2 separate regions of the Macaca mulatta genome follow, and region 2 is linked to region 1. A link is a contact called in public Hi-C data. All regions are on one chromosome and are shown on one strand. Each heading gives the region's core, a stretch centred on a gene start, on an enhancer-like site or on the middle of the called end of the contact. The rest is flanking DNA. Distances are from core to core; before and after follow the strand shown.

Region 1 (6,171 bases), core at 1,344-3,843:
CAGGAGTTTGAAACCAGCCTGGTCAATGTGGCAAAACCCCATCTCTACTAAAAAATACAAAAATTAGCCAGGTATGGTGGCACGTACCTGTAGTCCCAGCTACTTGGGAGGCTGAGTCAGGAGAATTGCTTGAATCTGGGAGGTGGAGGTTGCAGTGAGCCAAGATTCTGCCATTGCACTCCAGCCTGGGCAACAGAGCAAGACTCTGTCTCAAAAAAGAAAAAAAAAAAGAGTGATACGAAATGATTTACCTTTGTAAACGTTGCCGGTGTTTCTGCAGCCTGGGGGAACACCTTATCCTGATTCCCAAAGTGATTGCCCGAAGACATGTTGTTTGTATGAAATGCTTCATTTTCCCTCTTCTAGACAGCGCATCCATTCTTCAGTGTCCCCAGCTCACCACACCCTATTGTATTCCTTGGCCGAGTTTACATGTTTACATCATATGCCTGGTGGCATGTGAGTCTGTGACTTCTGTCTCCATCCCCCTAGTGGTTAAGAATAAGAATCTGAGGTCCAAGAGCTGAGTGACTCAGCTCTATTTGAGTGACTCAGCTCTATTTTCTATACTATTTGAATTAGTAGAGAAAGACTCCAACCCAGGCTCTCGACTTGCAGTGCGTCACTGTTCACTTCACCCCAGGCACTTCCCTTGGCACCCCATCCACAGCAGTGACAGTTCTCTCCCTTGTTATAAACTATGCACCTACCCAGGCCTACAGGAGAAAAGAGCCATGTGCTTATTAAACTGTACATACCAGGTCAAATGGGCTCTGATATTTTTGATGTGTACGTTATTTGATTTTAATCAGCATGTAGAAGTTATTTTGTAATGTTTTCACTTTATTTCCTGTGCCTCTTTCCATGTGGACAAGTCCCCCTGCTGGGCATTCTAACAGACAACACTTCACAGTGTATTCAGTGTGTATTCATGCTGCAGCTAAACCATTGCCTGCATACCCTTGTGTGCCCATCTTCCTATTTCTGGGACCTTAGATTATTTCCATTTTTTTCCCAGCCCTATAAACAGCACAGCTAGAAGTGTTTATTATCTAATACATATTCCTTTTCATGTATTTCTTTGGCTGAGATCTTCGGAGATTAAAGGTTAAACTGATTTATTTTTTCACAGATTAAAGGTTAAACAAGCTGATTTTTGGCCAGGCATAATGGTTCATGCCTGTAATCCCAGCACTTTGGGAGGCGGAGGCAGGCGGATCACCTGAGGTCAGGAGTTTGAGACCTGCCTGGCGAACATGGTGAAACCCCATTTCTACTAAAAATACAAAAAATTAACCGAGCGTGGTGGCGAGCACCTGTAATCCCAGCTACTCGGGAGGCTGAGGTAGGAGAATAGCTTGAACCTGGGAGGCGGAGGTTATAGTGAGCTGAGATTGCGCCATTGCACTCCAGCTTGGGCAACAAGAGCGAAACTCTGTCTCATTAAAAAAAAAAAAAAAGAAAGAAAAATGAGTTCAAGACCCGCCTGGCCAACATGGCGAAACCCCCGCCTCTACTAAAAATACAAAAATTAGCTGGGCATGGTGACGGGCGCCTGTAATCCCAGCTACTTGGGAAGCTGAGGTGGGAGAATCGCTTGAACCCGGAAAGCAGAGGTTGCAGTGAGTGGAGATTGCCCCACTGCACTCCAGCCTGGGCAACAGAGTGAGACCCTTCTCAAAAAAAAAAAAAAAAAAAACAGGGCCGGGCGCGGTGGCTCACACCTGTAATCCCAGCACTTTGGGAGGCTGAGGCGGGCAGATCACGAGGTCAGGAGTTTGAGACCAGCCTGACCAACATGAAACCCGACTCTGCTAAAAATACAAAAAATTAGCCAGGCGTGGTGGCGCGTGCCTGTAATCCCAGCTACTCAGGAGGCTGAGACGGAAGAATTGCTTGAACCCGGGAGGCGGAGGTTGTAGTGAACCGAAATCGTGCCACTGCACTCCAGCCTGGGCGACAGAGCGAGACTCCATTTCAAAAAAAAAAAAAAAAAAGCTTATTTATTTTTTTTCAGAGAGATTATAGATTAGAGAAGCTGATTTTTTTTTTCCAGACTGCCACAATATCCTTGACAAAGGCAGTGCAAAACAGTGGTTCACCTGCACCTTCAGGGCAGCGCTGGGCAACGCACGGGCCTAAACCCCGGTACCCGCTTTACAGACTGACCTCGGGCCAGCTGATTCCTACTTGTAATGTGACTATGATACCAGCACCCGTTCCATAGGGTTGACGGCAGGTTCAACCAGACGATTCGACACCGGGGCCCTGCGTGCGGGCGCGTTCAGTTACAACCAACTACCATCCTATGTTCAGAATGGTTCCTGGCCTGGGCGCGATGACCCACAGGGCCATATGTCCGGCCAGGTGAAATCCCAGGGAGCGTTCTGGCCCTCCAGTCCGGGAACTGTCCCTCCCAAGTCCCCCGGTCCCCGACCGGGGATCACTCACCCTCCGACCAGCGCACGCCCCAGTAGGTGCCTCAGGGCTGGGACCCGCGTCTCCCCAAGGACCGCTCTCGGAGTTGCCCCAGGTTCCGGCCGCACAGGGCCGCGCACTCGCAGACGCCTGGCGGGCGGGAGCGCTGCGACTGCGCCCTCGGGGACCAGGGACACGCGCCAACCCAAGCAGCCCAGAACCCGCCCCGAGACGCGGGACTGCAGGCGTCTTTCCGCAGCACGCCTGCTACACTGAGGCCCCGCCCACTCCCGGTCCCGCCCATGATCCGCGCCCCGCCCCTCCCCCGCCCACACCCCCATAGCACCGCCCACACCCCGCCCCCATAGCAACACCCCGCCCCGCCCCATAGCCCCGCCCACACCCCATAGCACCGCCCCGCCCCGCCCCCATAGCACCGCCCACGCCCCGCCCCATAGCCCCGCCCACACCCGCCCCGGAGCCCCACCCACACCCCGCCCCGGCGGTGCACCGCCTCGCTCCACGCCCTCCCACGCCCAGGCCCCGCCTCCACGCCGGCGTCCCGCCCCACCCACACTTCTCCCCGGCCCCTAAGCTCTGTCCACTCCCCGCCCCTGAGGTCCGCGCGGGGCCTCGCCCCGCGATCCAGGATTGAGGAGGACCCTACTGGCTTCCAGGGAGGTGGAAACTGGATTGATAGAAATCCAGCGCGGGGACGCTGTGCCGAGAAGAGGGACGCCCCTGCCCTGCGCCTCCCGCTCCCCATCCCTGGCAGGTATCCCGGTTACAGAATGAGGGTCCGTGGTGCAAAAGAAAGAATGAGGCCGGGCGCGGTGGCTCAAGCCTGTAATCCCAGCACTTTGGGAGGCCGAGATGGGCGGATCACGAGGTCAGCAGATCGAGACCATCCTGGCTAACACCGTGAAACCCCGTCTCTACTAAGAAATACAAAAAAAAAAATAGCCGGGCGAGGTGGCAGCCCTGTAGTCCCAGCTACTCGGGAGGCTGAGGCCGGAGAATGGCGTGAACCCGGGAGGCGGAGCTTGCAGTGAGCTGAGATCCCGCCACTGCACTCCAGCCTGGGTGACAGAGCGAGACTCCGTCTCAAAAAAAAAAAAAAAAAAAAAAAAGAATGAGCCACTGATACACTCATCAGCTTGCTCGGATCTCCCAGGGAGTTAGGCTGGTGAGAGAAACCAGTCCCAAAGGTCACTCACCCACGGCGCCGCTGGTGTACTGGTATTATGCAAGATGCTCCCCCAAAGGTCACGCACGGATGGTTCATTTCTCCAAAAAACAGAGGAGAGAAATGCAGGACTTATTAGCGGTACCCAGGAGTTAGGGAGGCGGGTGCGTGTGGCTATAAAAACGCAACCCAGGGGTTGCCTGTGAAGGAATCTGTGTCCCGCGGAATGCAACACGCCGTTGGGATACTGGACCGTCCTTTGTGAGATGTCACCATCGGGAGAAACCGGATAAAGGGCGCATGGCTCCACAGAAAAAGTTCAATTAAAGGAAAATGGTTTAAGGCCAAAGAAAGGCCTAGAAAATGGGAAGTCTTGGAACCAGAGCCAGTGGGGGGTTGGGGGCGGTGTTGGGGAACAGTTTGGGCCGATTGTCTTTCTCCAGCGCTTGCTGGATTCTGCCACCCCATTTGGCAGCCACCTGCCACTGTGACCTCTCCAAGTCCCTTCTCCAAACTCTATACCTTGATTTCTGGTGTCCTAGAAATAGAGACCAGAAACATTGATGTCCCACTCCAACAACAGAGCAGAAGGAAGGAAGGTTTCCCCTGTGTTTAGAATGTTCCTAATGAAAATAACTGCAACTGTTGATTGCACTTCCTGAGAGTCGTTGGGACTTTCCCTCTCATATACTTACTGGTTCATTCGTTCGTTCATTTTGCTTTAACTCACAATGGAACTGCCCATCCTAAGGTGTAGTGCTGGCATTGGTCTATGTATTGATGATGTTCTCCTTGTCTTCAGAGGTGAGAATGTGCCCTCTCTCTGAGATGCCCTCTTGCCCCTAAGCTCCCCAGCGGGGAACAGGCTGCCTTGTCTCGTGAGTCCAGATCCTGGGAGCAGCTTTCATTTAGGAATGCAACGGCAGGTCCTGGGAGCATTGGCGCCTGCGCGCCCATCATGCGAGTCTGTGATGCAACGTCACCACCTTGTGGCAGCGAGGAGATATCACAACGTGGACTGAGCAAGTTGTTCCCTGGTTGGGGTTGGAAGCTGGACTGTCCTAGTTCCCTGGGTCTTTTGAATAGTGTAAGTTGAACGGTGGTAGATTCCAGGACAGTTCAGGAGGAGCCCATCGTCAAAAGGAAAATAACAGAACTTACTGCTAATCTGGTATTGGAGCTGAGCAATTACTGCAAACAAATGAGATGTGACCATAATTGCATCCTGAGTTTGAGGAGGAGGTCATGCTACTAAAACGAGATAGTCAGCTCCAACGACGAACATCATATCTGGGGGTTTCCAGATTCTCACTTTTCATTTAATCCCCAGCCTTAGTGGAATGCAAGAGTCGGAGTCAGCATTCTGGGCAGGGAGGCAGCTGAGGCACGTACACATCTCTTCTTCCCAACACCCCATGTTTCTAATTCTGGATAAAATGGACCATAATGGTGCTAAGGTAAGGCTAAACTAGCTGAGCCACCTCCTGAAGAGGTCATTGCTTTTGTTTTTATTTAATGAGATTCCTTTTCCTTCTGCTACTAGCATCCCCATCCCTTTGGAAAACTGCTTCTTCATAACAACATAAAGGTTTTTGGATTTTTTGTTTTGGTTTGTGGGTAGCAAAATCTGTATAACATGGAATTTACTATTTTCACCATTTTAAGTGTACAGTTCAGTGACATTAATTACCTTCAGAGTGCTGTGCAACTATTACAACTATTTATTTCCAAAACGTTTTCATCATCCCAAATAGAAACACTCGGGTTGGGCGCCATGGCTCATGCTTGTAATCCCAGCACTTTCGGAGGCAGAGGTGGGCAGATCACTTGAGGTCAAAAGTTTGAGACCAGCCTGGCCAACATGGTGAAACCCCGTCTCTACTAAAAATAAAAAAATTTGCCAGGTGGTGTACACCTGTAATCCCAGCTACTCAAGAGGCTGAGGCAGGAGAATTGTTTGAACCCAGGAGGTAGAGGCTGCAGTGAGCTGAGATCGTGCCACTGCACTCCAGCCTGAATGACAGAGACCCTGTCTCAAACAAAAACAAAAACAGGCCGGGCGCGGTGGCTCCCACCTGTAATCCCAGCACTTTGGGAGGCCGAGGCGGGCGGATCGCGAGGTCGGGAAATCGAAACCATCCTGGCTAACATGGTGAAACCCTGTCTCTACTAAAAATACAAAAAAATTAGCTGGGCGTGGTGGCGGGCGCCTGTAATCCCAGCCACTCGGGAGGCTGAGGCAGGAGAATGGCGGGAACCCGGGAGGCGGAGCTTGCAGTGAGCGGAGATGGTGCCACTGCACTCCAGCCTGGGTGACAGAGCAAGACTCCGTCTCACCAAAAAACAAAAACAAAAACAAATAGAAACACTGCACTCATTGGATAATAAATCGCCATTCTGCCCTCCTTCCACTCCTGGTAGCCTCTAATCTACTTTCTGTCTCCATGAATTTGTCTATTGCATGTATTTCTTGTAAGTGGAATCCTACAAGATGTGGCCTTTTCACTCCGCTTATTTCCCTCAAAAACCTTGTTGCTGAGTTTCATCCATGTTGTAGCATGTATCAG
Region 2 (6,171 bases), core at 1,897-4,396, 150 kb after region 1:
GGGAAAGGCAGAAGGGACAAGTGCTGTGTCCTCACATGGCAGAAGAGATGTTATGGGCTGAATGTGTCTCCCCAAAATTCGTATGTTGAAACTTTATCACCAATGTGATAATTTTAAGAGGTAGAGCCTTAAGACGTGATGAAGTCATGAGGGCAGAACCCTCGTGGGTGGAATTTGGGCCCCTGAAGGAGTGCATTCATCCCTTTCCATCCCTCCCACCAGCACATGAAGACACTGTATTTCCTCCTTAGATGCATTAACAAGGTGCCATTTTGGAAGCAGAGAGCAGCCCACACCAGGCACCAAATATGTTGGTGCCTTATTCTTGGACTTCCCAGCCTCCAGAACTGTGAGCAATAAATTTCTGTTTTTAATAAATTGCCCAATCACAGGTATTCATTTATAGCAGCAAAAATGGATGATGACAGAAATTGATACTGAGAAGTGGGATGTTGCTATAACTAATACCTAAATATGTGGAAACAGCTTTGAAACTGACTAATGGGTAGAGGCTGGAAGAAATTTGGAGATGCATGCTGGAAAAAGCCTATATAGACATGAACAGAGCATTAAGGGAAATTAAGGGTGAGGGCTCAGAAGACAAGGAGAGCTGTAGGGAGAGTCTAAATCTTCTTGGAGATTAATTAAGTGGTCATGATCAGAATGCAGTTAGAAGTATAGATGGTAAAGACAGTTTTGATGAGATCTTAAAAGGAAACTGGAGGAAAGGTCATCCTTGTTACACCGTGGCAATGAATTTGGCTGAATTGTGTCTGTGTCCTAGTGTTTTCTGAATGGCAGAACTTAAAGGCAATAAACTAGGATATTTGGTGGAAGAAATCTCTGAGCAAGGTGTTGAGAGTGCAGCATGGCTTCTCTTGACTGCTTATAGTAAAATGTGGGCAGAGAGAATGAATTAAAGATGGAGTTTATAATCAAGAGGGAAGCAGAGCTTAAAGATTTGGAAAATTCTCAGCCTGGCCATGTAAAGAATGAAAAGGCATGTTTGGGAGAGAACACTAAGAGTGTGGTCAGGATCACATTTGATAATAAGGTGAGTATGTATAGAAGGAAGCCAGATGCTATTTATCAAGACAATGGAAGAATGAACCCAAAGGCATTTCAGAGGTTACCGGTGCTGGATCTCCATCCCCATTTCAGAGTGCCAGGATCCTGAGGGCAGACGGTTTTAAGGGAGGACTCAGGACACCATGGAACCTTGGGGCTTGCTGCCTAGGGCTGCCTCAAGTCTCTGCCCACCCCCGTCCCTCCACATTCTGGTGCAGCACTCTTTGGCCACCATCTCAGGTGTGGCTCATGCAGGCCCTTGTCAGGCTACCCTTCCTGTAAGCCTTGGCGTGTCCACGAGATGCTAACTCTGCAGGTGTACAGAGTGCACGAACTGTGGAGATACGGCCACCTCCTTCTAGATTTTGAAGGATGTCTTGGGGAGCCCGGGGGCCCAGTCAGAGAATTGTCACTGAGGTGAGGCTGCTGCAGAAAGCCCTCACTAGGGCAATGTTTAGTGGAGCAGTGGGATTGGGGCCACTGCAGAGAGCCCCAACTAGGGTAATAGCTAGTGGAGCTGTGGGAACAGGGCTGTCCCTGAGAACCCAGAACTGTACAGCCACGAGCATGCAAGTCTATCCTGGGAGAGCCTAGACTTCAATCTGTGAGAGTTGCTGCATGGGTTGCACTGGGCAAATCCATGGGAGTGGGCCCCCTGGACCCTAGGGGACCCAGTCCCCACCCCCATGTGCTCGGAATGGGGGACACAGCATCGAAGAAGATGATTCTGAAGCCCCAAGATGTAATGCTGTTTGCCTTATTGGGTTTGGACTTACTTGGGACCAGATACTCCTTTATTCTGGCCTGTTTCTCCCTTTGGGAATGGGAATGTCCGTCCTATGCCTGTCTCACCACTGTATTTTGAAGGCATGTAACCTGTTTGATTTCACAGGCTCATAGCTGGAGGGGAATTTCACTTAGGATGAATTGTACCTTGAATCTTATGCCTTTCTAATTTAGAAGAAATTTTTTTTTTTTTTTTTTTTTTTTTTTTTTTTTTTGAGATGGAGTCTTGCTCTGTAGCCCAGGCTGGAGTGCAGTGGCGCGATCTCCGGCTCACTGCAGGCTCCGCCTCCCAGGTTCACGCCATTCTCCTGCCTCAGCCTCCCTAGTAGCTGGGACTACAGGCGCCCACCACCTCGCCCGGCTAATTTTTTGTATCTTTTAGTAGAGACGAGGTTTCACCGTGTTAGCCAGGATGGTCTCGATCTCCTGACCTCGTGATCCACCCGTCTCGGCCTCCCAAAGTGCTGGGATTACAGGCTTGAGCCATCGCACCCGGCCAATTTAGAAGATATTTAGAAGAGACTTTGGACTTACATTTTAAAGTTGATACTGGAACTTTGGGGGCCACTGGGATACAATGCATGCATTTTGTATGTGAGAAGGGCATGAATTTGGAGGACGGGGGCAAAATGCTATGCTTTGTATGTCTGTGTCCCCTCCAAAATTCATGCTGAAACAATCCTCAATGCAATGCTAAGAGGTGGTGCCTTTAGGAGGTGATGAGATCATGAGGACACCTTCCTCATGAGTGGGATTAGCCCCTTGTACAAGAGACTTCACATGGGATTTGGCCCCTTTTGCCCTTCCACTTTCCACCATTGAGGATGCAGCAGCAAGCTGTCATCTTGGAAACAGAGAGCAGGTGTTTGGAACTGGTTCTGTTTTATCTGATTCTGGGGGTCCCTCTTTTTCCCTATGCAAGATCCCCAAATTTTCTTCCTTCTCTCAAAGAAAGCTTCCAATATAGATAGGACTCAAAGGGAGTCATTTGCCCTCTAAGAGGTGTCACACTATGTCGTGTCAGTCATTCACACCTTAGTAAGAAAAAGCTCTTCAGGTCCTTGCCAGCGATTCCGGGAAAGGCTTAGAACTGAGAAAGGCGCGGATGCCCCGAGGAGGGCGCTGCCCGGAAGCCACGCTCATTTCTGCTTCCACTTAGGCAACCCCGGGAGCTCTGACTCCTCGGCGGTCCCAGGGAAGGGCCGCCGCCCCGCCCGCGGCTGCTGGCCCGGGTGGCGCTTCCGCATGGTATAAGGGCAGCGGCCCTCGGTGCTTCCTCCCACAGCTCGCACCCAGCTCGGAGCCCGGAGCGTGCCTTGGCAGCGTATCGGGTAAGGCCGGGACTCGGAGCGGTGGCGCGGCGGCGAGCTGGGGGGAGAGGCCAGGCCCCCTCGCTCAGCTTCCAGCCCAGCACCCCACCCCCGCCCCAGGCTCAGGCCCATCAGCCCGGAAGCTCCCTGCGCGCCCCCCACCCGCTTGGCGCCCCCATCCCTTCCGGGCGCCGCGTCCGAGACAGGCGACCTCTGATCCCCCGCCCTTGCCTGGGCGCAGGCCCGGCCAGCCTGGGAGGGAGGAGGGAGGACGACAGATGCAGGCGGAAGGGCAAGACTGAAACCCGAGATTAGAATGTTGTCCTTTCTCCCTGAATTCCCTTCCTCCCAGAGCTGTTTGTGACAGTTTCCAGGCAGCTCAGGGTCGAGCACTGCTCCTATCTGCAGCTGCAGGGAGAGAGAGGAGGAACCCCGTGCGATTCTAGAGACGATTGCACAACAAGGAGAAGTCAGCTGCCCAGCGGGCAGTACCGTTCTTCTTTGCCTGTCCTTGGGGAAATTAGGGCTCTGAGAGTGGAGATCCAGATGGGCTAGTGGGTGGCGGATGGGATGCTGCACCGCCAGACCCTGGACGGTGGTGGGTTTCCAAACTGGCACATCCTACACCGGCTCTGAGACTTTGGGCACTGGACCTCTTATGCCTTTTGAACCTCAAAAATAAGGAAGACTTATATTATTATAATAATTACAGTGATACCTTTGCCAGAGTTTTAATGCATAGTAGGTAGCTATGAGTCTTTGATAGAATGCTGTTAGTTCAGGTGAAGGTAGGCAATGGATTCATTGCCCAGTGAATCAGACTTGAATCACAGGCTCAGAAGCACCTGCGCTCCCAAACATAGGTTGGGAGGACCCAGGGCTGGGTGGCTATGCTAAAGCTGGGGTGGCTAGGGCCTGCCCCACCCCACCCCACCCCCCAGACTCACCTGTCCGCAAGGCCAGAGCCCTTTAGGGCTCCCCTGGGTGCCCTAAAATCCCCTGTAACTGCTGAATCCTTGGCCAGCATGGTCCCACATTTGTGGGCCTGGGAAAGTGTTCTTGCCCTGCTGGAATAAAAAGGCGGAGAGAAAGTACAAGATCAAGGGTGCCACAGGGTGGCTGGCAGAAGTGGAGGAAGCTTCTGGGGGAACGAGTGCTGCCTAATCTGCTGGCATGGGCAGTGGGCACCAGGGGGACCCTGTTCTGTGTTGCAGTTTTCACCATGGAGCAGCTGAGCTCAGCAAACACCCGCTTCGCCTTGGACCTGTTCCTGGCCTTGAGTGAGCACAATCCGGCTGGAAATATCTTCATCTCTCCCTTCAGCATTTCATCTGCGATGGCCATGGTCTTTCTGGGGACCAGAGGGAACACGGCAGCACAGCTGTCCAAGGTCAGCAGAAACGACAGAAAGGGTCTGCTTTCCTTCCATCTCCCTACGAATGGACGGTCTTTATGGAAAGGTTGTGCCTTTGAGCCCTTAGTGTGTTTTCGAAACTGTATTTTTATGAGATCAGACTGTCAGAAAAGTCACACTTGTAGGCAGGCTTTCATTCATCATCAGGTTTTTCCTAAGTACCTACCACATACCAGGAACTGTTTTTTTGTGTTGCTGCGGAGATAGCAGTGAGCAAAGCTGACAAAAATCCCTGCAGGGCGAGTCTTCTGTTCCAGTGGATGAACCTGGCAACTTTCCTGAAAGCCATACTACATCCTCCTGAGCTAGCAGCTTCCAGTTTTTGCTTTGCATATGGTGGATGATATGCAACTCATAAATATTGCCTGTTACATAACATGATTCAAGCATAATGAGAGGAGTGAGACATAGGGAATGCATTATAGTGGAGATAGTGGCATTGCTTTTTTCCAAGGAAAAGAGAAAAAGTGACCCTGTGGTTCTATAGTCCCAGGGTGCTGAGCATGGCTTAGTGGGCTGTGGCATAGCACGCCCTGCAGGGGAGGTGAGGGGGACACCCAGCAGCTTTGGGAGCAGGACCCAGCCCTTGGCAATGTGACAGGTCACTTCTTGTCCTTCTGTGTTTGATACTCTTTAATTCTGAGAAGAGAACTCTAGCTCGCTCTCTCGAAGGCCAGCAGAAAAGAGTGGTAAAAGTAGGGGCTCTTCTAACATACCTGCTGTGAATGACACGGCCCCTGTTCCTTGACAAGGTGCAGCCCGGGATTCAAGTTCAAGGGGCTGCGAAGCTTCTATTACTCATCGCGTTAGATATGAAAGCATTTTAAATATATTTTTAAATCCATTAAAAAAAAAAAAAAACCTCTGTTACTCATTGTTAGTTGCTTCTTGCGGGGTTATATCAGTTGCTAGCTTGAGGCTTTCCAGGGACTTGAAAACCTCAGCAAAGAATAGTTTTAAGGACTCCTCCCTCATTTCCATTAAAGCAGATGGAGCGTAGGCACAGTGCAAACATTCCATATCTCAGTGAGTAATGTGGACTTCCTACCCTACGCAATTTTGTTCTTTGTGTCATAATCATAAAGGAACCAGCCTAGGTCTCATAAAACCACAAAGGGCCACTTGATTTGTAACTGATACATGGAGAATTAAACTTTTGCCAGAATGTTAAGTTTAAGGAAGTTATTTTAAAATAAGTGAGTTACTGATGTTAATAGGGTAATAAAATTTTAAAAGCCTCAGTCTAATATCTTTGTGGTTCTGAATAGAGGATGAATCCTATTTTTACTGCTTATTTCTGGGAACGTTCAGTAAAATTATATTTGATACAGAATATAAATATGAACATACCATTTATTATTTTCTTTGGAAAAGGCAGACATATATAAATATTTAGTGTATTAACCATCCACATTTGTGGACCTGCTAGTGTAACAAAGAGTGATGTAAAAGCAATGTCTAAAGTTGTAATCATTCTGTCTCACAAAGTCATACATTTTGGATTTCCTATTGTTTGTTCTGCAGTGACAAATTAATGAAGTGTTGGGTTTGGGATCATCAATAATTAGTAATAAAAACACATTAATTTGATAG

What was found. A called contact is a pair of places that touch in the nucleus more often than the background predicts.
Region 2: a Hi-C map of CD4 T cells shows a contact between it and region 1, with 3 times the contacts expected there. The contact joins the promoter of SERPINB1 here to the promoter of NQO2 in region 1. A contact is called at or near these places in 4 of 14 Hi-C or Micro-C datasets (CD4 T cells, fetal cortex germinal zone, fetal cortical plate and 1 more).

What each region holds. Positions count from the first base shown.
Region 1 is chr4:180,251,310-180,257,480 of T2T-MMU8v2.0, forward strand. NQO2 (N-ribosyldihydronicotinamide:quinone dehydrogenase 2) reads right to left here and starts at 2,594. Exons shown (of 7, transcript XM_078001015.1): 1 at 2,452-2,594; 2 at 88-205. LOC144340590 (a long non-coding RNA gene) reads left to right here and starts at 3,454. Exons shown (of 2, transcript XR_013416860.1): 1 at 3,454-5,061.
Region 2 is chr4:180,404,083-180,410,253 of T2T-MMU8v2.0, forward strand. SERPINB1 (serpin family B member 1) reads left to right here and starts at 3,147. Exons shown (of 7, transcript NM_001261583.1): 1 at 3,147-3,185; 2 at 4,379-4,554. The coding sequence starts at 4,387.